Linked DNA regions of Mus musculus: regions 2, 3, 4 and 5 are each linked to region 1. The links are chromatin contacts, called in public HiCAR-type, HiChIP or PLAC-seq and promoter capture Hi-C maps. All regions are on one chromosome and are shown on one strand. Each heading gives the region's core, a stretch centred on a gene start, on an enhancer-like site or on the middle of the called end of the contact. The rest is flanking DNA. Distances are from core to core; before and after follow the strand shown. Region 1 holds the start of Ctps2 (cytidine 5'-triphosphate synthase 2). Region 2 overlaps Vegfd (vascular endothelial growth factor D). Region 3 holds the start of Piga (phosphatidylinositol glycan anchor biosynthesis, class A). Region 4 holds the start of Pir (pirin). Region 5 holds the start of Zrsr2 (zinc finger (CCCH type), RNA binding motif and serine/arginine rich 2).

Region 1 (5,113 bases), core at 453-2,952:
TGCAAGAGACACAATAAAACTTGAAGTGAAAAAAAAAAAAGAATTAGAGTTGAAAAAATTGGGTAAGATAGCCAATGCCTATAATCCTGAGGCAGGAAGACAGTTCTGAGTTCAAACCCAGCCCAGGCTACATAATTAGATCCAAGCCAGACTGGACTACAGAGTAAGAAGCTCAAAAAAAAAAAACAATATAAAGTTAGCTAGTATGAGTCCCAGTACTCAAGAGACAAAGACAGGTAGGTCTCTCTAAGTTAAAGGGCTGCCTGGTCTACACAACAAGTTCCAGGCAAGTTGTGGCTACACAGTGAGACCCTGCCTCAAACAAGAAAGAAGAAACAAACAGAGAGAGACAGAGACAGAGAGACAGAGAGAGAGACAGAGACAGAGAATGGATGCAACAATTGTGAGCTATATGTTACAGCTTTGTACTAAGCTTGGAGTGGGGGGTTTCAAATTAAAACACATCTCTGTTCCAACTTGCCACACATGCATTTCCACTCCACTGTGCAGGCCTACACCAAGAGACACCTTTCTAACGATGCTCATTTTAAAAGTAATATAAATCGAACACAAAGAAGTACTTACAGGATAAGCCCGATTTATGTCCGATTTATGACGTGATGAGCAAAACTAAGCCAAGACAGTGATCATCAAAACAGTGCAAGGGGGCGGAGTAGGGAAATGAACTGTCTAGAAGAAAAAGAGCACCAAGGACCTCTGTAGGTTGGTGAAAACGGTCTAAATCTAGTCAAACCCCACAGACCTGATGTGAAATGGCACATTTCAAGAGCATAAAGTACACATCAATTGTTTTGAAGACGTCATCCGCCTCCCCCAGGTGGTAGAGTTTAGCATGCCAGCTAGAAGGGTTGTTGTTTAACCTGTACGCTGGTGCAGAAAGCCTACTCAAAACCGTCCCCGCGGAGCTCGCCCCACTGTCTCGTGGTTTCACTTCCGCCAACGCCATCTCGGGGCTCCACAAAGCAGAGAAAAATAGGGCTTGGGGTGTGAAATCCAGCGCGGAGAGGCACACCCCAGGGACGCGCCGATTTGGAGCCCGGGTCACTAGCTACCTCCAGGAGACAGGCTCTGACTGAGCACCCGGCACTAGTGGGTGTTGTCCTTACCCCACCCCCACCCTGTCCCCAAGGCCCATTGGATCGCCTAGGTTTTCGAACACTATGTGGGAGATGCGAATGGCTGTGGGCTGGGCGTGGGCACCAGCTATAAGGGGACAAAACTGCCCAGGCCCCAAATGTGCTGCGGGCAAGGCCGAAATGGTCCCGGGGGACAAATGGTGTTCTAGGCACCGAGGCCGGAGGGGAAGAGGCCCAGGAGGGGTGTTACCTGTGCAGTGGCGAGGGCGCCCTGGAGGGTGGCTCACGCGGCTCCACCCAGCGGCCAGCCTGGCCTGGCGCTCACCTGTCCTACGGGTGCAGGGACCGCATCTAGGGCTCTCTGGTCACCACTCGATCCTGCCTGCCCCCAGGGACTGAGGAGCCCTCCTCACCCACCTTCCCCTCGCAGTCCGGCAGCCGGCCCAGCTGACTCACGCTGGTTGTGAAATTGCGAGTGCTGCAGCGTTGGGTTCCAGGGACAGTACAAAACAAGCGCCTAAAAAGTGTTTCCTATAGCACAGGCAGCTCCCATCACCCTCTGCTCTAGACGTCCTTGGCCCCAGGCCACAGTATGGGCCGGCCCCTCCCTCCCCCCTTTCCCCCTCCCTACCCCCTTCCTCCTCCCCTCCCTCCTGTGGTTAGCTAGCTTCAGGCCAGCCCCTGAAGGCTCCAGGACTGCTCTGAACCCCCACCCCCACCCCACGACTAGCCTAGCCCCTTGCTTGGATTCTCCCGCCAACTTCACTCACCATAAATGTTTGACCATCTGCTACAGTGCAGCCCAGCGGTCCACCACCGCAAAAGGTGGGAAAGGAGGAAAACAAAGCAGAATTCTTGCCTAGGAGCTCACTGCCCATCTACATGTTCATTGGTAAATGAACTTCATTAGCCCAAAGTTAGGAAGAGAGGAGGAGCAGAGCTAAGTAGGAGAGAAGGCTTCCAAAGCGACTTTGGGGGAGTGTTTAAAAGATAAGTGTGGCAAAGGACACCCAAGGCTGTTTCAGGTGTAGGAAAGGAGGAAAAACAACTGAAAAATAAAAGATCTAACTGGACACAGGTTTGAAGGGAGCAGACGTTTTAGAAAAGCCGCGAATTTATTTTATTTTATTTTATTTTATTTTATTTTATTTGGTTTTTAAGACAGGCTAGGACTGGAGATGTAGCTCATTTGGTAGAGTGCTTGCCTAGCAAATACAAGAAAGATCACACTGTATCTTAATACACTACATCAAACGCATGGTAGTACATAACTGTATTGCAGCGACGGAACATGGAAACAAAAGGAAACAGAAGTTCCAGATCCCCCTTGAATACTTAGTAAATTCCAGGCCAGTCTGGGTTATGTGAGACCTCAGCAACAGTAAGAGGTGCATTGTGTCACTGGCTCTCCTGGAGATCTGTATGCAGACCAGGCTCGTCTCAAACTTAGAATAATCTCCTGCCCTTGCCTCCCAAATGACCATGAGATTTTTGAGTAACAAGGATAAAACAGGACTCAAAACTTAGACAAACGTTACTGAAGACCTCGTGGAGTTTAGAAACACAACTACGAACGAAAAGCCAGTTGTAATCTATATAAATCTAGATCTCTAACAAAACCAGTTTTATGAATTGTGTCAAGTAGGGCAAAGTGGGAGCCTCTTTAGAATGTAAATGTAGTAGAGGGCCAAAGGTCTAATCCTGGAGGTCAGAGACTGAAATCCACCAGAGCCTATTGGACAGCAGGAAAACGGGAAAGAGAGGGATTGAAGAAGGCAAAAGCCCCAGCAAGTTTAGCAGCAGAGGGTATGATATTGGAAGGCAAGATTTCAAAGGAAAGCCAGGCTTGGTGGCTCACATCAGTCATCCCAGCACTTGGGACTCAGAGAAAGGCAAGTTCCAGGATATTATACCTTCTTCTGGTCCCTTCAGGTACCAGGCATGAATGTTATGCATTAACATACATGGAGGCAAAACACCCACACACATAAAATCAAATAAGTATTGCCACTCTGTTCACCATATGGAAACAACCTCAATGCCCTTCATAAGAGAAGGGAGATAAATACAGAAGGAGGGAGGAAACTAAAATAACAGAAACAATGACTTCCAGAAGTCATAAAGCATCATATTATCATCTACCTAAAATTACATAAAGCACATGAGTCTGTATATACATATATAGTTTAAGTGAAATGTTCCCATCTGGGCCAAGAGTCAGAGACCATCCAACAAACCCCAGCCCCAGTTATGAGAAGTCCCCTTTTGAGTTGTTGGTCAGAGTCGTTCAAGGGATTCCCAACACATTGTAAGCTATCGATGTTGCCTTTGATTGCCTATCAGAAGTGAAAGGAAAATCCCTTTTGCTGAAGACACAATAGCCTTCAGAAGGCCCAGAGGTACCTGAACTGGATCTGACCTAAAAGCTTCCTCCCTAAGCATCCACTTTCCTGGTACCTGAAGGTGCCATGCGAGCTTCCAAAGGAAGGAGATCAATCAGCTGTAACACCTATGAACCACACCAAGGCCCAGCATGGCATGATAAGCTAAGGGTACAGCAGTGGCACATATACGTTTGTGGTAACCAACAGCTCTCTAATTGGTCTTAAACCCCATTTAACAAGAGGGACGTCCTGCCTGGTACTGGAAATCTAGCCAACTGCCTGGGGCTTGTAAAGTCATGGAACCTGGAAGAGAAACTACAATCACCACTTTACAAAAATAAAAATAAAAAAACATAGTCTCTAACTACATTCTAAACAGAAGTAAAAGTCAGCAATTGTTCTGAGCCAGATAGCAAGTCTAAGTAAGCTGTATAATGTAGGGATGGACTGTTCAAAAAGCTAAGAAAGAACTTGCAAGGCTTTAGGTTTCATTGTCAGCACCTCAAAAAAAAAAAAAAAAGCAAAATGTGTCTATTCATAATTACTAGTGACATAACACTGTGCTAGACTCTCAAGATATTTTTTAGAAAAAGTCCATCATCATATTGATTGCAATAATTTCATAATTTTACATTTAATCAAAGGTTATAATCTTTAAGGCCAAATCTCACACATTGGTTTTTTTTTTATGTAATTTCATTGCATTTATTTATTTTGCGTAAGGCCACAGGAATGTACTATGGCACATGTGAAGGTGAGAAGGCAGCGTTCAGGATTCATTCTCTCTTTCACTTAAGTATCCTGAGGATGGCACTCAGTCATCGGGTTTACCGGCAGTCACCAGTTTATCTGATGAGCCATCTCACCACCTTACCCACCCCCTTGTGCTTGTGATTACAGGCATGCACCATTATATCTTGCATAATCTTTTACTTTAAAGGATTTTACCGTGGTTCAGCAATTAAGAGCACTTCCTACCCTCCCCAAGGACTTGACTTCAGTTCCCAGCACCCACATCAGAAATTGCAGCTATCTATAACTCCAGCTCCAGGGAATCCAATGCCTTCTTCTGGCATCCTTGGGCAGGGGTATGCAGATGAGGACACAAGCACACAAAGATACACACACACACACACACACACACACATACACACACAAGATTTTTTTTCACTCACCACCACCACCACCACCACAAAAAAAGTCCCAAAATGTCAAAGTGATTCACCTACTAAGTGGTGGAATTAGAACCCCTGTCTTGGGCTTCTAAATCAAATAAATCCATACTCTTTCCAATTGTGCTTAAAACAAATACCATTTCTGAAAACTGTCAGTAATTTCAAGGTTGCTGGGCCTGGTAACACATATATTTAACCTCAATCCCAGCACTCGGGAGGCAGAAACAGGAGTATCTGTGAGTTTGAGGCCAGCCTGGTCTACAGAGAGAGTTCCAGGGCAGCCAGGGCTACAGAGAGAAACACAATTTCTGGAGGGGCTAAAAAGGCCAAGATAAGACATCTCCTAGCTTTTGAAGCTGAATCAATGCTCCAACTTAAAAAGAAAAACAGGTTATTTCGACAAAACTGAAACACACACACACACTCCAGTTACATTAGTGCCCAAACTGACACCCCA
Region 2 (4,573 bases), core at 506-3,005, 1.5 Mb before region 1:
AATCTTCAAGATAAAAGGTTTGACAGCATTGCTTCAGTAAGCTAGTGAGGAAGGTCAACAGATACTTTACAGAAAGATTCTTAAGTTGGGCTCAGTGTATGTATGTGTCTGTGTGTGCACATGTGCATGCTCATGCACAGTTATGTGTGTAACAATAATTATAGAAGAAGAGATCATGAATTTAAGGAGGAGGGGAGAGTCAGAAGGAATTGGATGGGGGAAAGGGAAAGGTGAAAATAATAAATGCAGAAGTACTCATGTATGAACCCCCTCTATAATTTTAGATGAAAAATTATTAAATTGTACTTTGATGAAAGAATTTTCATTTATGGAGGTAAAATTTCATCCAATACCATCCTTGGATAAAGCTGATATATGGCTTTGTACTTCTTACAGGTCTCAATTCAATTTCAGGTTCTTTTTTTTCTTAAATCCTATGCTAAAAAACCTCAGGATGAAGTAGTAATCCTGCAGACTGAATTAAAATATTAAATGATGTGAAGACTAAATATCTCCTATGACTTGTTTCTTTGTAAAACCACAACATTGACTTTCATACTCAAAGCTATTGAAAGCCTTCTTAGTCTGCTAACGGAAACCTAATATGAAATAACTGAGAAATTGGAAACAGTCCCTTGATAATTCTAAATGGAAACACTAACGACTCAAAAAAAAAAAAGCAAGTAATTTATCTAGGGCATACATTTGGGAAGTGTTGAAAATGGATCTCTTTCTAATTGGCATTCTACACTGGTGGATATTTGTGTAATCAACTTTATGTTATCCACATGTGTATGAGAAAACTCAACATCAAAGTGTGACTATTGTCCCAAACACACACTTAAACCTTGGATTGCAGTGGTTTTCATTGCTGAACTTTTGCCAAATGAGTTGCTCTTGATTTCTTCCAGTTCTCAGATACAAGTGCTAATCAGATCTAAACTGATTAAAATCACCCAGCAAGATGAGAGGCCGAGAGACAGCATTCCCAGGTCGCTGCTTCTTATTAGAGTGGCTGCCTTGGTTCTGTAATTAGTCCAAGACTGTTAAGATTCTCCTCTTAAATAACAAATCATTCTCTGATGGTTTTTAGCTCCAACAACCAGTTTTTAAAGCACGGGGTTGAAGGTCTCTGCAATGCTACTTTGTCTTCTTATACATCTTACTATACACAGAGCAAAGCTGGTTCTAGAGACCTTCAAGGTGGTTACATTCCTAACAGGCCACTAAGAAATGGCCACAGTGTTGGTTGCTTTATTCATTCCCTCTTGGGAAGGATTTGGAGCAGAGGTTCCTAGATTTCCTTTCACCTTGAATGCATGTGGAGGAAAGCTTTTAAAAATACTGATGAATTGACCTTATCATCAAAGTCCTATTTTACAGGTTTGGACCACAGTTTCAAAAGGAAAAAAGAGCTCCTGACACAGCCTGGAAGACCAGAACCCTGAGGTTGGAAAGTCCAGTGACTTAGGATAAAAAAATGATATTCTGCTGTACTCATAGATTGATCCCTAGCCTAATTGTCATCAGAGAGGTTTCTCCCAGCAATCAATAGAAACAGATGCAGAGCACTGTTCCAGAGTCACAGTTACCCGAGCAGCGCCAGGAGGACAAGTACCACTGGTCCACACCACACCTGAATGGGGCAGGAGGGAGCGCGGCCGGGGAGGATGGAGACTTGGGGTTGGGCTCTGCCCGGGCACGCCTAACCTTCACCAGCACCGAATGGACTTGGAGAGAATCCAGTGAGCGGCGAGCACACAGGCATCTGGACACATGTGGGTGGTACTTAGTTGCTCAATCCGCAGGGTGCGAGGAGGTTGGGGAGAAAAGATGAGCGAGGGGCGGGGCCGGCCGCAGTCCAGGCCGCGCCCACTCTCACTGGATTGGAAGCAGGCCACCGGCCTCTCCGACTCCACCCCTCTGCCCCGCCCCGCTGCGCGTTGGCGGACGTCGCCAGAGCGGTACCTTTCAAAGTGAAGCCAGAGTGGGTGGGTTGGGGAGCAGGGCTGGGGGGGGCGGGGTATAGGAGACTTTTGGAGAGGAAACCAGGAAAGGGGATAGCATTTGAAATGTAAATGAAGAAGATATCCAATTAGAAAAAAGAAAAACAAAGTGAAGCTTGAGGAGGGACTGGGGGAGGGGCGCACCCCCCACCCCCCATTGCAGCACTGAGACACCAGTCCCCTACCCTACCCGGGACCTGGGGGAGGGAACAAGGGGCCTATTCCTTGTATCTGGTTGGACTAGATCTCTTCTGCCCCGCGGAGGTCTCCAAAGCTTCCAGTCCCCTCACCCAGCCCCCTCCCTGGTCCCACCAGTCTGGTTTGGAGGGTGGGGTTCTCCTTTCTTTTCCCTAAGTCCTTGTCTTTTCGACCCTCTGTCGTCAGTTTTAAGTCCTTCCCTAGTTGTCTTCCTTTTTTTTTTTTTCTGTCCCATGGTCGTCTCTTCTCACTCTGCCCTCCCTTGTTTCTTTATTTTTATTTTTGTTCAGTGTTCATGTCTCTCCTGATTCCAGTCTTCGCCATCTTCCGGGCAGGTCTCACTAAAGTACCAGACTCTTTCCTCTACCTTCCTCGTCCCCACAATGAATCCCTACACAAACAAAAACCAAATTCCCCCACCGGAACCGAGACCCTCCCACCGCACAGAATTAAACTTTTACTGTGTCTGAGGCGGCTATTCATATTCATTCAATAAAAATTATACTTTCTAAAGAGTTCCAGTCACAACAGAACAGCAAAATATTTTTCTCTCTCCGGAAATAATTTTTATTTTAATGTTGATTTCCTTTTTCCAAAAAGCGATACTCCAACATGTCAGTGCTATCTATAGTTATTTAGTGAGATCAGTTAATGGTGAAATAAATCTTGTAGAAATTTAGTATTTTTGGTTGGGAGCCTAGCTTTTAATGGCTGAGCCATCTCTCCAGTCACGTCGGGAGTGAGGTAGAAATCTAGTGCAATGGAAACTCCCAGGAATTTATGAGGGTGACCCTAGCTTAGACTCCTAGCAATGGAAGATATGAATCCTGAACTGGCTATCTTCTGTAACTACACAAATTTTCAAGTATAAGTATTGGGACACCAACTCAGCCACAAAACCTTTGACCTACAATTTTTCCTGCCTTCAAGATGTGCTGAGGTATAGGTAACACAGAAGTTGTGGGAGTAGCTAACTAATGACTGGTCCAACTTGAGACCCATTCCAGGAGAGCCAATGCCTGACACGCCTGGAGGGCCAGGAGCCACGGACTGGATCATCTAGAGACCTAGGCACAACTGGCAATAAATAAATCAGTGAAATGATTCCTAATGGTACTCTACTATACTCTTATACCAGAGCCTAGCATACTCATCATCAGAGAGGCTTCATCTAGCAACTGATGGAAGCTGATGCAAAGACCCCTAGTCAAACATTAGGCAGAGATCAGGGAATCCTGCAGAAGAGGGAGAGAGGAAGGATGGTAGGAACCAGAGGGGCCAAGGACACCAGGAGAACATGGCCCACAGAATCAACTTACCAGGGGGTCACAGGGGCTCACAGAGACAGAACCAATAATCAGGGAGCCTGCAAGGAACTGCCCTAGGCCCTCTGCATATATGTTACAGTGTGCAGCTTGGTGTTCTTGTGGGACTCCTAACAGTGGGAGCAGGGGCTGTCTCTGATTTTTTTGCCTGCCTTTGGGACCCTTCTCCTCCTTACTGGGTTACTTCATCCAGCCTTAATATGAGGGGAGGTGCCTAGTCTTACTGCAGCTTGATATGCCATGTTTGGTTGGTATCATGAGAGATCTGCCCTTTTGTGAAGGGAAACAGAGGAGGAGTGGATCTGGGGGAGGTGGGGGGGGGGTTGGGAGGGATAGGCTGGGAGGAGAAACTACAGTTGAGATAGAAAATATGAGAGAAGCATACTAAATGAAATTTAAAAAGAAATTTTAATATTACTTTCAGTTTCAGGCATTAAAATAATCCTTGATACAGGCCAAAGTGAACTCCCCAGAGGTTGGTAAGACACAAAAATGACTAAGACATCTTTATTTTATAAGAAGCATCGTGTCCACTCATGTGCTTGGCACATGGAAGACATTCCACACGTGTTTACTGAACTGAATGTACAGCTTGCTTTCTCCCAGGGAGAAAGGGTTTCCGAGCAACTCACTAAGACAGCATCTGACCAGAGTATCTTTGTCAAAAATTTCCACATCTTTCTATTAGCGCCCAAGATGAAAACAGATAGGGCCTCTGAAGGCTTTCAGAGATAAAGACAGGAGGGTGTCTAAGTGGTGCACAGACACTGTATGGCTAGATGCTGTTTTGTGTAGCTTTCTTTCTGTGATCATCAGACTGAAAGAATGGCCTAAAGTGACTTCACTTTCTATCTTTGGGTTCTGGAAGTGAACTCCCTGTTTGATGGCCTAGGGCTGGAAGGACATTTCTGAATTCTTCAACCAAGTCGTGTAAACCTTATCTCATTCCCACAGTAAAATAACAGGCTAAATACACTACCTTAAAAATGGTTCTGGATTTTATACAAATCATGAAGCCAGGTGAGCCATGGTGATGACCAGAGA
Region 3 (4,551 bases), core at 224-2,723, 1.5 Mb before region 1:
CTCTTCAAGTGTTCCCTAGAGCTCATGCTGAAGACAATCTGGCTTCTCCTTCCTTATTCAAGGATAGCTATGCTTAAACTGCTCCCTTCTCTTTTCAGAACCCTTCTTTTAATTATGGAAGCCTTTCCCCTGAGCACCCTTTCAGTGTAGACCCTGAAAGGAAATGGAACAGGACACAGGCTTTACATGTGGGCTCTTTCCTACATCTAAGGCTAAGAAAAGTTCCCTTTAGGAGTTCCCTAAAGTGATGCTCATATGAAGTGCTCATTCAATACTCTGTTCTATAGATGCTTAGACTTTTAATGCCACAGCTTTAGAGATCTGGCAAAAATCCGCCTTAGTTGAGATCTACAAGTCTACAAAGAACTCAATGGAGGATTACTATCCTAACTCTCTGAGTTTCAGCTCTCACCTGCAACTACATGTGTCCATTTTCTCCCACAAATTCACCTACATTTAAAATCGTCTCAGAAATTCAGAGGGAGGAGGCAGGAAAGAAAGGAGCACGTGCTTGGGAGACAGAGAATTGAGGGTTCTAGGGCAGGGTAAGACAGCTACATGGGGGCACCCGGACACATAAACTGGAAAAAAAGAGGAGGGAAGACCAAATTTACAACCAGTAAGTAAACAAATAATGGAAGCAAGAAAATATGAAGTTTGCAAAAGGGGAAAGCAAAGCCTCAAGTGGCTAATGCTGTGCTACTGTCATGTGTCATCTAAACCTGGTCCTTTAGTCCTATCCCGTTTTAAGAAGTGAATGATAAGAACAGAAATAATGAACCAAATGAAAGTATGTGAAAATACTCACTGAATCTTGGCTTCTATAAGTGAATAGAGGCTGTAAAATCTGGTCAATTCTCTCTCCAGCCCTACATGCTAAGCGATCTGTACAACTTCCCTACCCAAGCCATGTAAATGACAAAGTCAAGAAGTCCTCAAAATTCTCAATCGTGCCCAGGGAACTCCCTTATTAGTAGAAGCTTCTGAGGATCCTTAGAGGGGGCTCGGACAGGGCTGAGAAATCAAGAGAAGTATACTTTAATCCAGTCCCAAGGCAGTGCACACGCACTCCCTGAGAGGCAGCTCGGGTGTACTAGAGCCAAAGAGGATCAGCCCGGGTCCACCAGCCAGCACCCCAGGATGAGACAAGATCCGGCCAGACCCAAAGGGACTCGGAAAAACGTCCTAAGATTCCAGTCACTCGCTCTACTAAACTCAGTCTAAGAACCAGTTCCAACCCTCAAGGCACCCTCAATCCCCATTTGATTACGGAGACCCACGGACCCGACTTCCGGGCCTCAGATAGAGTAGGCTTCACCTCCTCCACAGCCTGCCACGGTCCTGTGAGAACGGCACAACCCCATCCAGAGAGACCGAGAACGTTAGAAAGGACAGCCAAGACGCGTACTTACCCTCCAGTCCCATGGCCGCCACTGTCCGGACCTCCCGCGGCAGTTAACAGAATCCCGCCCCGCTGCTCCAAAGCACCAATCAGAAGCGTCCGCGATCCGAGCGCCGCGCCCCCATGATAACCAATCACACAGAGGTTCTGAATTACGTAGAAGAGAGACGCCCAGTCGGGCCCAAGTCTCTAGCGCGGGATTGTAGCGTCAGCGAGCGCAGGAGCACGTCTCCTAAGAGCTGCGGAAGGTCCCGGGCGTAAGTGCCCTGGTTGCTTAGTTACTGCGTCTCTTTTCAGGAAGCCCGGTCTCTCCCCGCCTCCTTCCGGTTAGAGAGACCAGGCGGGGCCGGGCCGGGCCGGGGGCTGGGGGGAGGAGCGGGAATGCGGGGAGGGCGGGGATAAGAGGAAGGGCAGGGTAGGGGGCGGGGAAATCAAGGCCAGGGCGTTTCTAGTCAGTATGGTACCACAGCCAAACCAACCACATCCATTCTTGTTATTCTGGCAGGATTGCTAAATGTGATGCATAAAAGTACAAAAATAAAGAAAAATCACAGCAAGTCAAAACTAAACTCTGAACTTTGAATCTTAGATCTACATATCTGTGCGTGTCCTAAAGACTGAGGACTTTCCTTTTAAAAGTTCAGATTTTGTTTTTGTCTTACAACTCTATGGGGGGGGGGGGGTGTCAGGGAATCTTAGGTATAACCTGAAACGCTCCCGCTCAAGCTGCTGCAGTCCTCAGCCAAAACTGTCTTGCGGTCTGGAGCCAGATTGTGCTTGGCCAAGAAGACAGAATCTCTCGATTGTTGTAATAGTCACCTGCTCTTTATAGTTGGTACCTGCAGATTCCCCAGCATGGCCATTCCTGCATTTTCTAGAATAAATTGTTTTCTAAGCAACAACACCATCACCATGACTGGCATCCACTTGAAGCTTGTGGTAAAGTTAAGGGTATTTTCTAAAACAAAACAAAAAGTTGTGCCAGGTGTGGTGGCGCACGCCTTTAATCCCAGCACTTGGGAGGCAGAGGCAGGCAGATTTTTGAGTTCGAGGCCAGCCTGGTCTACAGAATGAGTTCCAGGGCAGCCAGGGCTACACAGAGAACCTGTCTGGAAAAACAAAACAAAACAAAAAAGTTGTAGCAGATTTGAACTGTAGTATTCTGCCTGAACGACCACAAAGCATGCCTTCAAAGACTCTCAACCAGTGTGTCAGGACCCCTTTGAGGTATCCTGTATAGGAGGTATTTACATGACGATTCATAATAGTAGCAAAATTACAGTTATGAAGTAGCAAAGAAAATAATTTTATGGTTGTGGGTCATCACACCACAGCATTAGGAAGGTTAAGAAACACTGCTTTAGAGAACGTTCTTGGAAGCCACTAGAATTTGACTAAAATATTGCTGTGCTGGATATTCTGATGATAAGGTATGAAGGCAGCCAATGCCAGTTGTACTATCAAATAGTCTAAAAAGAAAAGATGTCAAATAAAGTAGTCAGCATCTTCCCTTGAAATTTAGTTCTTTGCAAATTCATATGTAAATAAGCTTCCTTGGATAATTTTAGAGTGGGAGGCACCTCACACATGTAGTGAAAGCTGGCTGGCTATCTATATGCAAAGTACACAAAGAGAAAACTTGGCAAGAGTACTATTTCCAAACCAAAATGAAACTGAAGCATATGGAACTGTCTATGAGAAAAGGAATTGCTAAGGGAAATATGTGGGAAAAGGCTGGGAGCTTCAGAGAAAAAAGTATTTCTATCTACCAACATTTATGAAACAAGAAGTAGGGGGTGTCCATAAAAGTTGAGAACAAGATCCTTTCAAGAAAAAAAAAGTGAATAAAGATACAGAGGCAGATGCTGACTGTTCAAAAGATATTTTTGTGCAATTATACAAGAAAGAGGTAGGGAAGAGATTTAGCCAGAATACTGGCATTGTCAGTAAGAGTTAGAGCAAACTGGTCGAATGCTTAAGAAAAATTGCTGAAGAAAATGTACTTGATGCTGACCCAGATTTCCAGCAAAGATGACATTTTTCAATCATTATTTTGTGACACTCTTCCTTGTTCTGCTTCAAATCGAAAATTTCAGATATAATATAAATGAGAGAGGTAGAACCAAAGAGACGCAGAATCAAAATTGCAAATTGTTAATCAAGATGAAAAGCTACCTAGGCCCTAGACAAATCTCGAGTGGAAGTAAAACATGGACCAGGGATTAGCTCCTACGGAATAATAAATACTGGCAGAATCCATGTGTGGCTAGGGACAGGAACTAGCTTTGTGAGAAATTTTTACATTGGTGGCCTTCAATAAATGACCCATCAACTGATAACCTGTATTTAATCCCTCCCACATTGAGTCTGGGGCTTGACCATGTGGCTTGCTTCACTAATGATACCCTGAGCAAACGAGATGCAGCAAATGCTTCGTAAATGTTTATGCACTGGGCCATGCCCTGTTGTAGCCTTTCCTCTTAAGAGCTTATGGTTATTTGTGTGAAGAAGCCTAGGCAGGATGTTAAATGAGAACAGCCACATGGAGAAAGACTTGGAAGAATGAGACTCATGTTGGCCATTCCATCTTACCTTGAGTTCTACTTTAATTGAATGGCTTCCTGCGCTGTGTGGAACAATATAACCGTGTAGCCAATCCTGGTCAACCAACAGAATCAGGAATAATAATAATAATAATAATAATAATAATAATAATAATAATCACCACCACCACCATAATCATCATCTCGAGAGTCATTTTTGACTGAAGATACAAAGTTTCAATGAAGTTTGTTACACAGCACACAGCAACAGATAACTTGCCTGATACTCACCCCCCACACACACACTTGATAATGGATATGAAAAACTTCATTGCAGCAGTTGATGCCTGTCGAGAGATAAACCCTTACTAACAGAATTGAGCTACTTACAAAGTCATCTTCAGTATGCCATTAACACTGCTTGTGTGGTCTATATCTCACAGACATACTCTCATGGAGGTGAGAATTTCTCTCAGAGAAATTCCAAAGTATTAGGATAGAGGTAATATTAAGAAAGACACACAGACATGTAGCAAGGGAAATTGAATCCACTCCAAGTGCAATTAAAATAATAGATAAATAGGAAAAAAACTCAAGATAAAAGTT
Region 4 (5,126 bases), core at 981-3,480, 1.4 Mb before region 1:
GAGTAACCTTTTTAGAGGATGCCATTTTGAAGTTTATAAAGAAAGTTCTGATGTTGAGCTGTAGAAGATGGAAAGAAAGAAGAAAGACAATAAACAACAAAAGAAATCACAATGGAGGAAATATCTACAGATTATAAACTAAGGATATTAACATTAGACTTGCTCCAAATCTTTATAGTGGCAATTTACTGAATACTGACTATGATCATGGCCTAGATTAGGTGATTTTTAGAAACACAGCTATGGTGTGCATGTATTAGTATTTACGAGGTACCTAGAACCCTATTATTAGCAGTTACCTCTTAGAATCCTGCAGTCATCTTGTCCAAAAGTTCACAATAGCAACTCTTTGGAAGAACTCAGCAGGGATATCTAAAGAACATTTTCTACGCTTCCCTTCAGTGGCAGGCATACTTGACCTCCTCACACCGTGCACACACCCTTCAATGGCTACCCCACGACATGCGGTGGAAGATGGAAGTGGGAGCTCTTTTGGTGATACTGGAAGCAAATGGAAAACACTAGGGGTATGTGACTCTCACCAGAATATGATGATGCTGGCATGGAAGGAAATCTGCAAGGGCCACTGAATTCAAATACTCATCTATCTCTAAAGTCCGTGGCCATTTTTAAAAATTCATCTCTTAATAATATTAAGCATGTTTACAATGCGGGTTTTTTTAATCATAGCAACCCTTTGTTCCCCTTCCAACTCCTTTCAGACCCCTGCTCCACATCTCACTCCCAATGTAATCTTGTATTTTCCATAGCCTACTGAGACTAAGTGATGCCCATTCTTATACGAATGGGTGTTGGGTCATCTACTGAAGCATGGGCATCCTAATAGGGGTCAGTTCCTTAAAGAGAACTGACACTTCCTACCCCAGCAGCCTCCAACTGCCCAAGTTCCTCAGTTAGGGGTGGTACTTCGTGGAACCTTCTCCCATCTGTGTTGGTATTCTTACTGGCTGACTTAATTTTATGTAGATCTTGTGCAGGTAATTTTTTAGGCAAGAAATCTTTGAACTTCTTAATAAAGTCCTCTAAAGCACAGACAAACCATTTATGAAGTACCCCAGGCAATGGAACCGATGATTCAGGAACAACACATATACTACATTTATTATTCAAAAGTGTTCCATTATTGATTGAAGTCTAAGTCCTAACCAAGGAAATATCACACAACAAATACAATCACCCCCCCCCACACACACACACACACACACTTCTAACTTCAGGTGTTTGCAGACAAGTAATTCCAAGCCCCAGATCTGATCACCATATGAACTCTAACCAATCCTTCAAAGATTCCTTAAACTAAGAGAAGCACTTTAATAACAGGCAGATTCTGGAACTGGACACCTCAGATTTACATCTCAGTTTTGCCACATTCCAGGCTGCTTTCATTTGGGATGCTGTGTGTCTCAGCTTTTCCATCTATACAATGGGATTAAGAAGCGTCTGCCTCAAAGGATGTAAATAGGGCTGTAAGAAAGTGAGCTGCTGTTCTTTATAGGGACTCAACATAGAAGCACCCTTCAGTTTGTGAAGGCAGATCCTAAAACGGATCCTCTCTAGCAGGCAAACAACATGCATCTATTGGGCCATGAAATGTGGGAGACAGAAATGAACTTCTGAGTCCAGCCCCGTAATCATCCACACATAAGCGACTAGTAAGTAGTTTTGCCTCCACCTAATTTTTCTGGCTTCTTCCAGACTCCCACATTTAGGCCCTATACACAGGAACAAGGATAAAGCAGTTAACTAATTGCAGTGTGTTGCCAAGAGAAAAACCAAGCTATCATCTCAAATCGTGGTGGCTATTTAAGCATTTCCCTCCCTCAGCTCCCCTCCGAGCCCCAGTAGTGAGCTGGGAAAGACAGCATCATGAAAACTGGTCGGAGCATTCCTCCCACCCCCAACACACACACACACACATACACACACCACTCTCACGAGGGCTGAGTTCCCCAGGCCACTCACTGGGCAGTAGCGCAGGCCCAGGAGGGAGGCCACAGTCGGAGGTGCCTAGACTCCACAGCGGCAGGGACACAGCAAAGGGAGGACAGGTTTGCGGAGCGCCAGCCGTCAGTCAGCGTGACTCAGCGCTTTGTTGCGGGCCTCCAGAAGGCGGGAGTCTCTAGGTCTCAGGGGCCTTGGACCGGGGGACACACCCTTTATTTACCCTGGGTTTGGATTCTCTGACTCCGCCCCATGGCTCTCTGGATCTGCCTTTTGAAAGTCGGTCCAAAGAGTGATGCGCACCCCGGCCTCTTGGGGGCGCGCTGCCCGCCTCCCAGGAATGTATGGGACACTCAAGTGCTCTGCAGCCCCTTAGAATCTCTTGGAAAACCTGTCCTCACTCAAGTCATCTTGTCACCCAACGCTTCGTATGAGCAAGAATGTTTTCTAACCACTTGTCCCGTTTGGGGGAGTGACTCAGCCTCTCTATGCATTATCCCCAGTGAAATGAGCGTGGTAAAGCTGACAGGACCAAGACTGTAAGGCTGTAATGAGAATGAAATGAGCATGTCTCCGCATAGGTACTACACAGTTATCTCTCATAAATAAATACGCTTCTTGCTGTTTGCCAATGAGAATGGGGCAGAGGCAGAGCAGATGTAAGAACCAAAGAATCTCTGTTCCTGCTGAAAGAGAAGGCACACTCTAATAGGGAATCATAGAAGGGCTTGAGTTTTGTTGGGCTTCAAGAGCAGGCCTTAGAGAGTTAGCCTCAGGAGGTGAGGGTTTGTCCACAGCCAGGAAGCAATCTAGTTTTCCTAGGACTTTTAATCAGAAGACAGGCTACCATACGCAATGTTCTTTAGATACCCGGAAGTTCATTGTCTTTTCTTGGAAAAAGAGTGAAAGTGATGCCTCTTTAAAAAAAACAAAACAAAAACAAAACTACGAGCCTGGGAAACTGAAAAGGAATAAACAGTAAATGTCTTTTTACTTTCCAGCTCTGTGGGTCTTCCGTGGAGACTGCTCCCATTTGCTTTTGTAGCCAGAAACAGCCAGAGACAACGCCTGCTGAGTGTGGTGGCTGTGTTTTAATAAAAATTTGATTTTGGATAATGAAATTAGAATTCATAAGATTATGTTTTGAATTCGTACAATTCTCAGCTGTCATGAAAGTCTTCTTTTGACTTTATATTTCAGCTGGTTTTTGGGGGGCATGGTTCCCCATATCCCCGGCTGGTCTTACCTCCCTAGAGAGCCTAGGATAACCTTGAACTTCTGACTTTCCTTCCCACAGTTCCCAAGTGTTAGGGTTACAGTGAAGCATTCACCAGCGTGCCCAGTTTTACATGGTGCTGGAGACTGAACCCGGGGCTTTGTGTATTCTAGGCAAGCAATCTACCAACTGAGCTAGATCCCCAAGCTCTTCAACCTCAAGATGTGAAAAGGCATTCTTACCTTTCAGACTACAGATTTCTGCTGTAGAAGAATGGGGAAGTGGAAGAACAAAGACTTTTCCTTGGTGCTCAATTGGGCAGAACACACTAAAAATGGGAACAGTAGAGAGGAAAATATCATGGCCTTTGTACAAGGATGACATGCAAATTCATAAAGTTGCACTCTCCCCTCCCTGCCTCAATTCATGGCCACACTTGGGTGTATATAGTCTTTTCTTGAAATGGCTATCTGTCTTCCTTAATGCCGATACCCAAATCTATATTAAAACGCATTCACAATAAATTCTGTTTTTTAACTCTTTTCCCTGAGCTTTTCATATCAGTGGGGTTCAAACTGACTCTGCCTACCTTCAGCAATTCAAGACTAACAGATTATGCATGCAAACTTCAAACTGCTGTGGACTAATAAGGTATTGGTACTTCCCATCTGTAATTATTTCTGAAATAGTTTCCACATAAAACAGAAGTATGAACACCCTGGCTGGCACATTACAGACCATATAAATAAACTGTCTTGTATTTCCTCAACCAGTCCAACGTTCAACCAGGTGCTGGGGCTTGGACTGCAAGCTTTGCCTTCACACTCTTTCAACACAAAAGCCTGTGGATTCAGAGAGTTCAGCGCATCCAAACCTTCCCATTTTGAAGGCCTCTATCCATCTTCCCCAATCACCACCCACTCCTCCTGCCTTCAGATTCAGCACTGGCCAAACCATTTTTCAAGTGGCAGGCAAATAGAAAGCAAATGCCTGGAGCCCTCAGTGGCTTCTCACTGGCTTGGGAGAAAGTTCTTTGATGTCTTTGAACGTTCTCAGCCCCAGCCACTTGTGTGGCGGTGCGGAGGGATGAACACACATACACACCTGTCTCTTGTTAATTTCCTGTGCCTGTCTAGAACTTGCCTTACTTCACTTTCACTTCACTTTTTGGCTCTTGCTTTCTATGTCATGCTCTCTGGACAACCTGTGCTAATTGTTTCCTCAAGTCTAGGAGGACATTTGACCTGAAAATCACCTATATATTGTTTTCTAAGGCCATTGTTTATTGATTTTTTGGAAGATCCCCTTTTCCTACAATGGGCTGAACAGTAGCTTCTACCTCACAAGTTCGTTCTGAAATATGACTCCGACACTCCACTAAAATATGCTGGTTACTCCTTTTGCTCTTGGGTCTAGGTAGAGCTTGTGGCTGCCATGACCAAGTCAATGTGCCATTTCTGAGGGAATCTCTGAAATGACCTGGCAGGTGCCACACCCTGCTTCATGGAAACCAGCTGCTCTTTAACACAAACCACCTTGAAAATGGATCAGCCCCAGCTGTACCAGTCAAAGCCACATGGATACAACCTGAACACCCAACACTGTTCCTTCCAACTTCCTGATCCACAAAATTCTAAGCAAAGTCCAGTGTCTTTAAGCTTTTAGTTTATTTTTAAAAATAGGAAACAGAATAACAGTTTTCATGTCATAGGAGAAAAGAGGTAGATCTTCAAAATATTCCAGGTTAGTGACTAACTTTGCAGAAAGTACCTATGTCCATTTAATTGATTGCCAAGACAACCAACCAGCCATTAATCGAAACATACCATCATTACACTGGGATCTAGATGATAATGGTTACATCCTCCCACTGGCCATAGCAGATGCCTCCAAAGTGCAGATGTGCCGGTGAAAAGGCTCCTCTGTTACAAATAGCATTTAATGATAA
Region 5 (4,696 bases), core at 1,297-3,796, 1.1 Mb before region 1:
CATGAAGACAGAAAATAAGTTCAAGGTCAGTTTTGTCTACATATGGAATTTGAGGCCAGTCTGGGATATTTATGAACTTGTCTTAAAGAAAAAAAAAGGCAGCCGGGCAGTGGTGGCACAGGCCTTTAATCCCAGCACTTGGGAGGCAGAGGCAGGGGGATTTCTGAGTTCGAGGCTAGCCTGGTCTACAAAGTGCGTTCCAGGACAGCCAGGGTTATACAGAGAAGCCCTGTCTCGAAAAACAAAAACAAAAACAAAAACAAAAGGCAATGGGGGTGAGGGTGGGAAACAGCTTAAGAGATGGCCCAGCCATTAAGAACACTAGCTGTTCTTCCATAGGACTTGGGTTGGATTCCCTGCACCCAGGGGGCAGTTTATGATCTGTAATTCCACTTCCTGGAGATCTAGCACCCTCTTCTGAGCTCTACAGGAACTGGGTATGCAGGCAAAGCACCCTACACATTAAAAAACCCGAGGCAAAGCATTGGCTGGGAGCAGGGTGAATGGGTAGCCAGCTCAACCTCCGCAGCAGCAGCCTGGGGGTCTGCGTTCCCCAGAGGCAGGGAGCAGAAGGAGACTCCTCAACAAACACAGGGAACCAAGATCCTAGAGGCAGGCTGCAAAAGCCAGGATTAAGAAGAGGGACTAAGCCAGTCCTGGTGGCGCTTACTTTTAACCCCAGCACTCAGGAGCTAGAGGCAGGAGGATCCCTGAGTTCAAGGTTAGCCTGGTCTATAAAGCAAGCTTCAGGACAGTCAGAGCTACAGAGACACTCTAATAAGACAAGACAAGACAAGACAAGACAAGACAAACAACAAAGTAACAACAACAACAATGACAACAACAAACTCAACAAAATCCAGGAACTAAGAGTTCATCAATTGTGACAAAACAAGAAACTTGTGGCCCCAGGTAAGGCTTCTGATAAGCACTGCGGGGGAAGTTGCCGCAGAAGGTGAAGGAGATGTCCACTGATGCCCTTGAGAGCAGAAAGAGCAAAGTGTTAGCATTCTGTCTAAACTCCACCTGCATAGTTACCTGCCAACAGTCAGGTATGCTCCTCCCCACAGTTACCTGGCAACAGCCAGGTAGGCCTGGTCCACTATAAAAGGGGCTGCTTGCCACCTCCTCACTCTCTTGCCTCTTACTCTTGCCTTCTTGTCTCTTGCCCACTTGTTGTTTTTATATTTATTTATTTAATGTGGGAATGCATGCCAAAGAGGACAATGTGTGGGAGTCTGTTCTCTCCTGCTATATAGGTCCTTGGGGATCGAGTTTAGATCCTCAGCATCTTTACCTGCTTAATCATCTGCCAGCCCTATTTTTATTTTCCTCTCTAGTTCCACATCACACCTCACCTAGATGATTGTGATACAGTATTACCTTTTTCTTGTCTTTCTTATTTATTTTATTTTTGTTTGTTTTTCGAGACAGGGTTTCTCTGTATATCCCTGGCTGTCCTGGAACTCACTCTGTAGACAAGGCTAGTCTCGAACTCAGAAATCCACCTGCCTCTGCCTCCCAAGTGCTGGAATTAAAGGCCTGAGCCACCAATTCTTTTTTAATGGAAGTGTCAGGTAGCTCAAGTTGGCCTTGAACTCTCTAAATAGCCAAGGTTGACCTTGAACCCCTGATCCTCTTGCCTTAGTTTCTTAAGTTCTAAGAGTATTGGATTAGGTGTGAACTACCTTGTCCTGCTAATTTAATCCTTTACATTGCAACGTAAAATTTCCCCATTAAAAAAAAACACTCCTGGAGACTGCTATAGTTGTCCAGCTCAACCTCCGCAGCAGCAGCCTGGGGGTCTGCGTTCCCCAGAGGCAGGGAGTAGAAGGAGACTCCTCAACAAACACAGGGAACCAAGATCCTAGAGGCAGGCTGCAAAAGCCAGCCGAGGATTAAGAAGAGGGACATTTTCTCGTTGCATATGTAAATGTTTTTAAAGATTTATTTTATGTATGTCCATTGCGTGTTTGCAGCACAGGATCCCCTGAAACTGGAGTTACAGATGGTTGTGAACTGTCTGGTGGGTGCTGGGAACCAAACTTGTATCTTATGAAATAGTAGTAAAGCTCTCATTACAGTTACAGCTGAGCTCTCTTCTCCAGCCCTCCTCCCCTTTGCACAAAGGCATGGGGTAGCAGCAGCCAATCTCTAGATACCCTTGCCTTGCACTTTTGTTCCAGTAACAAAATTCCCTGCTTCCCAGCACATTCCAGTCAGTTTCACCTCCAGACGCTTTCGGCTTGTTTTTTTTTTCCTCTTTCTCCAAGCACAACTCCAGAGCCAGCCGAACAGATCCCGTTCCCCTGCACTTAACTCCGGTCCCTCTCTGCTTCTCAGGATTAAGAACAAGGGTCACAAACCTGATTCCTTTGGAACCAGAGCCAGCAGGTTTTGCAAAGAGGAAGCGGATTCTTAAACTTCGTCTGGGGCGCTCATGGGTGGAGCCGCGGAGAGAGGCGGGACCTAGAGGCGTCGCCTTGGAATTTAGATGGGAGGGGGCGGAGCTAGGCCTTAACGCCTTGAATTCTGGGCAAGGGGCGGTGCTAAGGCCCCCGCGAGGCCCCGAGGAGCTGGGGCACGAGTTTCCGGGGGTGGAAGATCTCCGGGGGGCGGCTTCGGTGAGGAGACATTTTCTCAGCCCGCGATGCCTGGCTGACTGGCCGAGGGAGGAAAACTCAGGTCTGCCGCGGTGGCTGCGGCGGCCTCTTTGAGGGTCTGTTTTCTCAGGCCGCGGCGCCTGGCTGACCAGCTGCGGGAAGAAAGCCGTCTCCTTCCGTCTTGGGCAGGTACCGGTTGGTGGCCGCGCGGAGTGGGCGACCGAGGACCTGGGTGGCTGCTTCCGCTGAGACCTTGCCGTGGGAGAACACAGCGACAGCAGTATGGAAACGGCGGGGGCTACGGCGGACGCTACGGCGGGGCCGCAGAAACTGAGGTATAGGAAATGACGAGGCGAGGCGACTGGGGCGGGGACGACTATCTCCGGGGCTGTCCCGGGCCGCCCGAGGAGATGGGGGGCGGGGCGCAGGGGGGGAGCGGAAGGAGGGGCGGGGGACGGACGGGGCGACCGGCGCGGGCTAGCCTGCCTTCTTCCTTTGCCTCCGAGCGCTGTCCTAGGCTGGCCCCTGGCCTGAGGGTGCAGAGCCGGGTGTGCGGATGCTCACTCTGTGTGTGCGCGTGCGCGCGCGCGCGCGCGTTTTTTCAATCTTCCAGCCGTAAGAAGTACTTGGCCCTCCGGAAGAAGGAGAGACGTAAGAGGCGACGGCAGGCGCTCGCTCGGCTCAGAGAGGCAGGTAGTTGTTGCTCTGGATGTGGAATTGCTCCCTCTCTTCCTGCTCCGCCCTCCCACGCGGCCTCAGACAGGCTAGGCTGCCCTTACATCCGCCACGTAAATGAGGACGACTCTTAAACTTCTGATCCTCCTGCCTCTGCCTTCGAAGTGTCGGGGTGACAGAGTTTCGGCGACCATGGCACTTTGCAAGTTGATCGGTTCGTGCGTGCTAGGCAAACCACTCTGCCAAGTGAGCTACACCCCCAGCCCATGCAGCTGCTTCCCTCGATTTCCTGCCCAGCTCATCTCTGCAGCTAGCCACCACACCACTTAAAAATGGCCCGCACGTGACAGAACCCGATATTCTAAGTGGTAGAGCTATACATTTAGTAGATTCATAAAATTAGATGTTTATAAGATGACCAAGCACTTACAAATGCAGGCAAGAGGGTTGAGCTCCCACAGCAGTGCTAGGTTAAGGTGATGGCCAGCCTTACCACCGGAGACTGTGGAACAGTACTTGAGAACTAGTTCAGGAGAGGCAGGCTCCAACATCAAGGATGAAAACAAAAAGGAACAGTAAGCTGTTGTGTTACTGATGACAAAACCCTCCTGCTTTAAGTCTGAAGCTAATCTGCTACAATTTCCTAAGCTCATGTCAGTTATCCCCTCCCACTTGTCTCAACTGGCATTCTTTTTTTCCCCCTTCAAATTTAAACTTTGAATAGAAGGTATAAACTTTTCTTCCATTAAAACTATTTTGCCAGATTTTTATTTATTTATTTTTGAAAAGTCTTCCAGTGTACACAGAGTTGAAAAAAAATAGAACACTTAAATATTCATGAGTACTTCTATAACTTTGTAAAATCATTAAATATTTGCAGGCTCTCTTTCCCTCTCTTCCCCCTCTCCTTTTCTTGTTTGATTCTGAACTCGTTGTACAGCCATGCCATGAGTATCATGATGGAAGCATTGATTAAAAAGAAGTGCGGTTAGAGGAATGCTTAAGAACGCCCGCTTAGCCAGCACTCTGGTGCTATACGCCTTTACCCCAGCACTCAGGAGAGAGGGGCAGGGGGACCAGAGTCAGAGTTCAAGGCCCAGCACACATGTGGAAGCTTATAACTACTATTCTTTTTAAGATTTTTTTTTTGAGGTAGGATCTATATAGCCTTGGCTGGAATTTACTGTGTAGACCAAGCTGGCCTGAACTCAGAGATCCATTTGCTTCTGCCTTCTGAGTGCTGGGATTAAAAGCTTTCCCACTATGCCTTAAGTTTAGGTTTTTACCATAATTATAAAGGTTAAATATTTATCTTTTTTGCATGAATAACTGACCAAGGATTGTGAGACTTTACTTAATAAAGTATTTGAATTTCTACAGAATTGGCACAGAAAGAGGAGGAAGAAGATCCTCTTGCT

Evidence for each region. Promoter capture Hi-C pulls out the DNA fragments that hold promoters and counts their contacts. HiCAR-type assays count read pairs that join an accessible place to other places. HiChIP or PLAC-seq counts read pairs in DNA pulled down with a chosen protein or histone mark.
Region 2: a contact with region 1 is called in a HiCAR-type map of embryonic stem cells, with 9 times the contacts expected there. The contact joins the enhancer-like site here to the promoter of Ctps2 in region 1. A contact is called at or near these places in 6 of 39 promoter capture datasets (cranial neural crest, frontonasal cranial neural crest, hippocampal neurons and 3 more), 2 of 484 Hi-C or Micro-C datasets (cardiomyocytes and forebrain) and 8 of 115 datasets of contacts at active chromatin or transcription factors (T-cell acute lymphoblastic leukemia, astrocytes, double positive thymocytes and 4 more).
Region 3: a promoter capture Hi-C map of pre-B cells shows a contact between it and region 1, with 9 times the contacts expected there. The contact joins the promoter of Piga here to the promoter of Ctps2 in region 1. A contact is called at or near these places in 13 of 39 promoter capture datasets (the HPC-7 cell line, HPC-7-derived erythroid cells, the SN4741 cell line and 10 more), 3 of 484 Hi-C or Micro-C datasets (CD4 T cells, double positive thymocytes and embryonic stem cells), 4 of 115 datasets of contacts at active chromatin or transcription factors (embryonic forebrain, embryonic stem cells, large pre-B cells and 1 more) and 2 of 9 other capture datasets (adipose tissue and liver).
Region 4: an H3K27ac HiChIP or PLAC-seq map of embryonic stem cells shows a contact between it and region 1, with 11 times the contacts expected there. The contact joins the promoter of Pir here to the promoter of Ctps2 in region 1. A contact is called at or near these places in 3 of 39 promoter capture datasets (the C10 cell line, cranial neural crest and liver), 1 of 115 datasets of contacts at active chromatin or transcription factors (embryonic stem cells) and 1 of 9 other capture datasets (adipose tissue).
Region 5: an H3K27ac HiChIP or PLAC-seq map of thymic regulatory T cells shows a contact between it and region 1, with 12 times the contacts expected there. The contact joins the promoter of Zrsr2 here to the promoter of Ctps2 in region 1. A contact is called at or near these places in 21 of 39 promoter capture datasets (the 3T3-L1 cell line, the C10 cell line, the HPC-7 cell line and 13 more), 3 of 484 Hi-C or Micro-C datasets (CD4 T cells, embryonic fibroblasts and natural killer cells), 26 of 115 datasets of contacts at active chromatin or transcription factors (the 230-238 cell line, SST interneurons, astrocytes and 16 more) and 3 of 9 other capture datasets (adipose tissue, embryonic stem cells and liver).

The regions. Positions count from the first base shown.
Region 1 is chrX:162,898,149-162,903,261 of GRCm38.p6, reverse strand. It overlaps Ctps2 (cytidine 5'-triphosphate synthase 2), which reads right to left and starts at 1,702. Exons shown (of 19, transcript NM_001168568.1): 1 at 1,515-1,702.
Region 2 is chrX:164,379,438-164,384,010 of GRCm38.p6, reverse strand. The region is part of intron 1 of Vegfd (vascular endothelial growth factor D); the gene reads right to left. Among named protein-coding and RNA genes, the nearest start is that of Vegfd, 8.2 kb to the right of the region's middle. Within about 2 kb of position 1,755, at least 242 of the 459 cell types and tissues checked have an H3K27ac peak or open chromatin away from gene starts, as enhancers often do. A contact at or near this core is called in embryonic stem cells, hippocampal neurons, regulatory T cell precursor and 1 more, where this site is marked.
Region 3 is chrX:164,416,702-164,421,252 of GRCm38.p6, reverse strand. Piga (phosphatidylinositol glycan anchor biosynthesis, class A) reads right to left here and starts at 1,473. Exons shown (of 6, transcript NM_011081.3): 1 at 1,413-1,473.
Region 4 is chrX:164,266,535-164,271,660 of GRCm38.p6, reverse strand. It overlaps Pir (pirin), which reads right to left and starts at 2,230. Exons shown (of 10, transcript NM_027153.3): 1 at 1,984-2,230; 2 at 1-58. The coding sequence starts at 25.
Region 5 is chrX:163,956,516-163,961,211 of GRCm38.p6, reverse strand. It overlaps Zrsr2 (zinc finger (CCCH type), RNA binding motif and serine/arginine rich 2), which reads left to right and starts at 2,546. Exons shown (of 11, transcript NM_009453.3): 1 at 2,546-2,938; 2 at 3,217-3,296; 3 at 4,659-4,696. The coding sequence starts at 2,886. It overlaps Gm38561 (a long non-coding RNA gene), which reads right to left and starts at 2,471. Exons shown (of 4, transcript XR_878297.3): 1 at 2,367-2,471.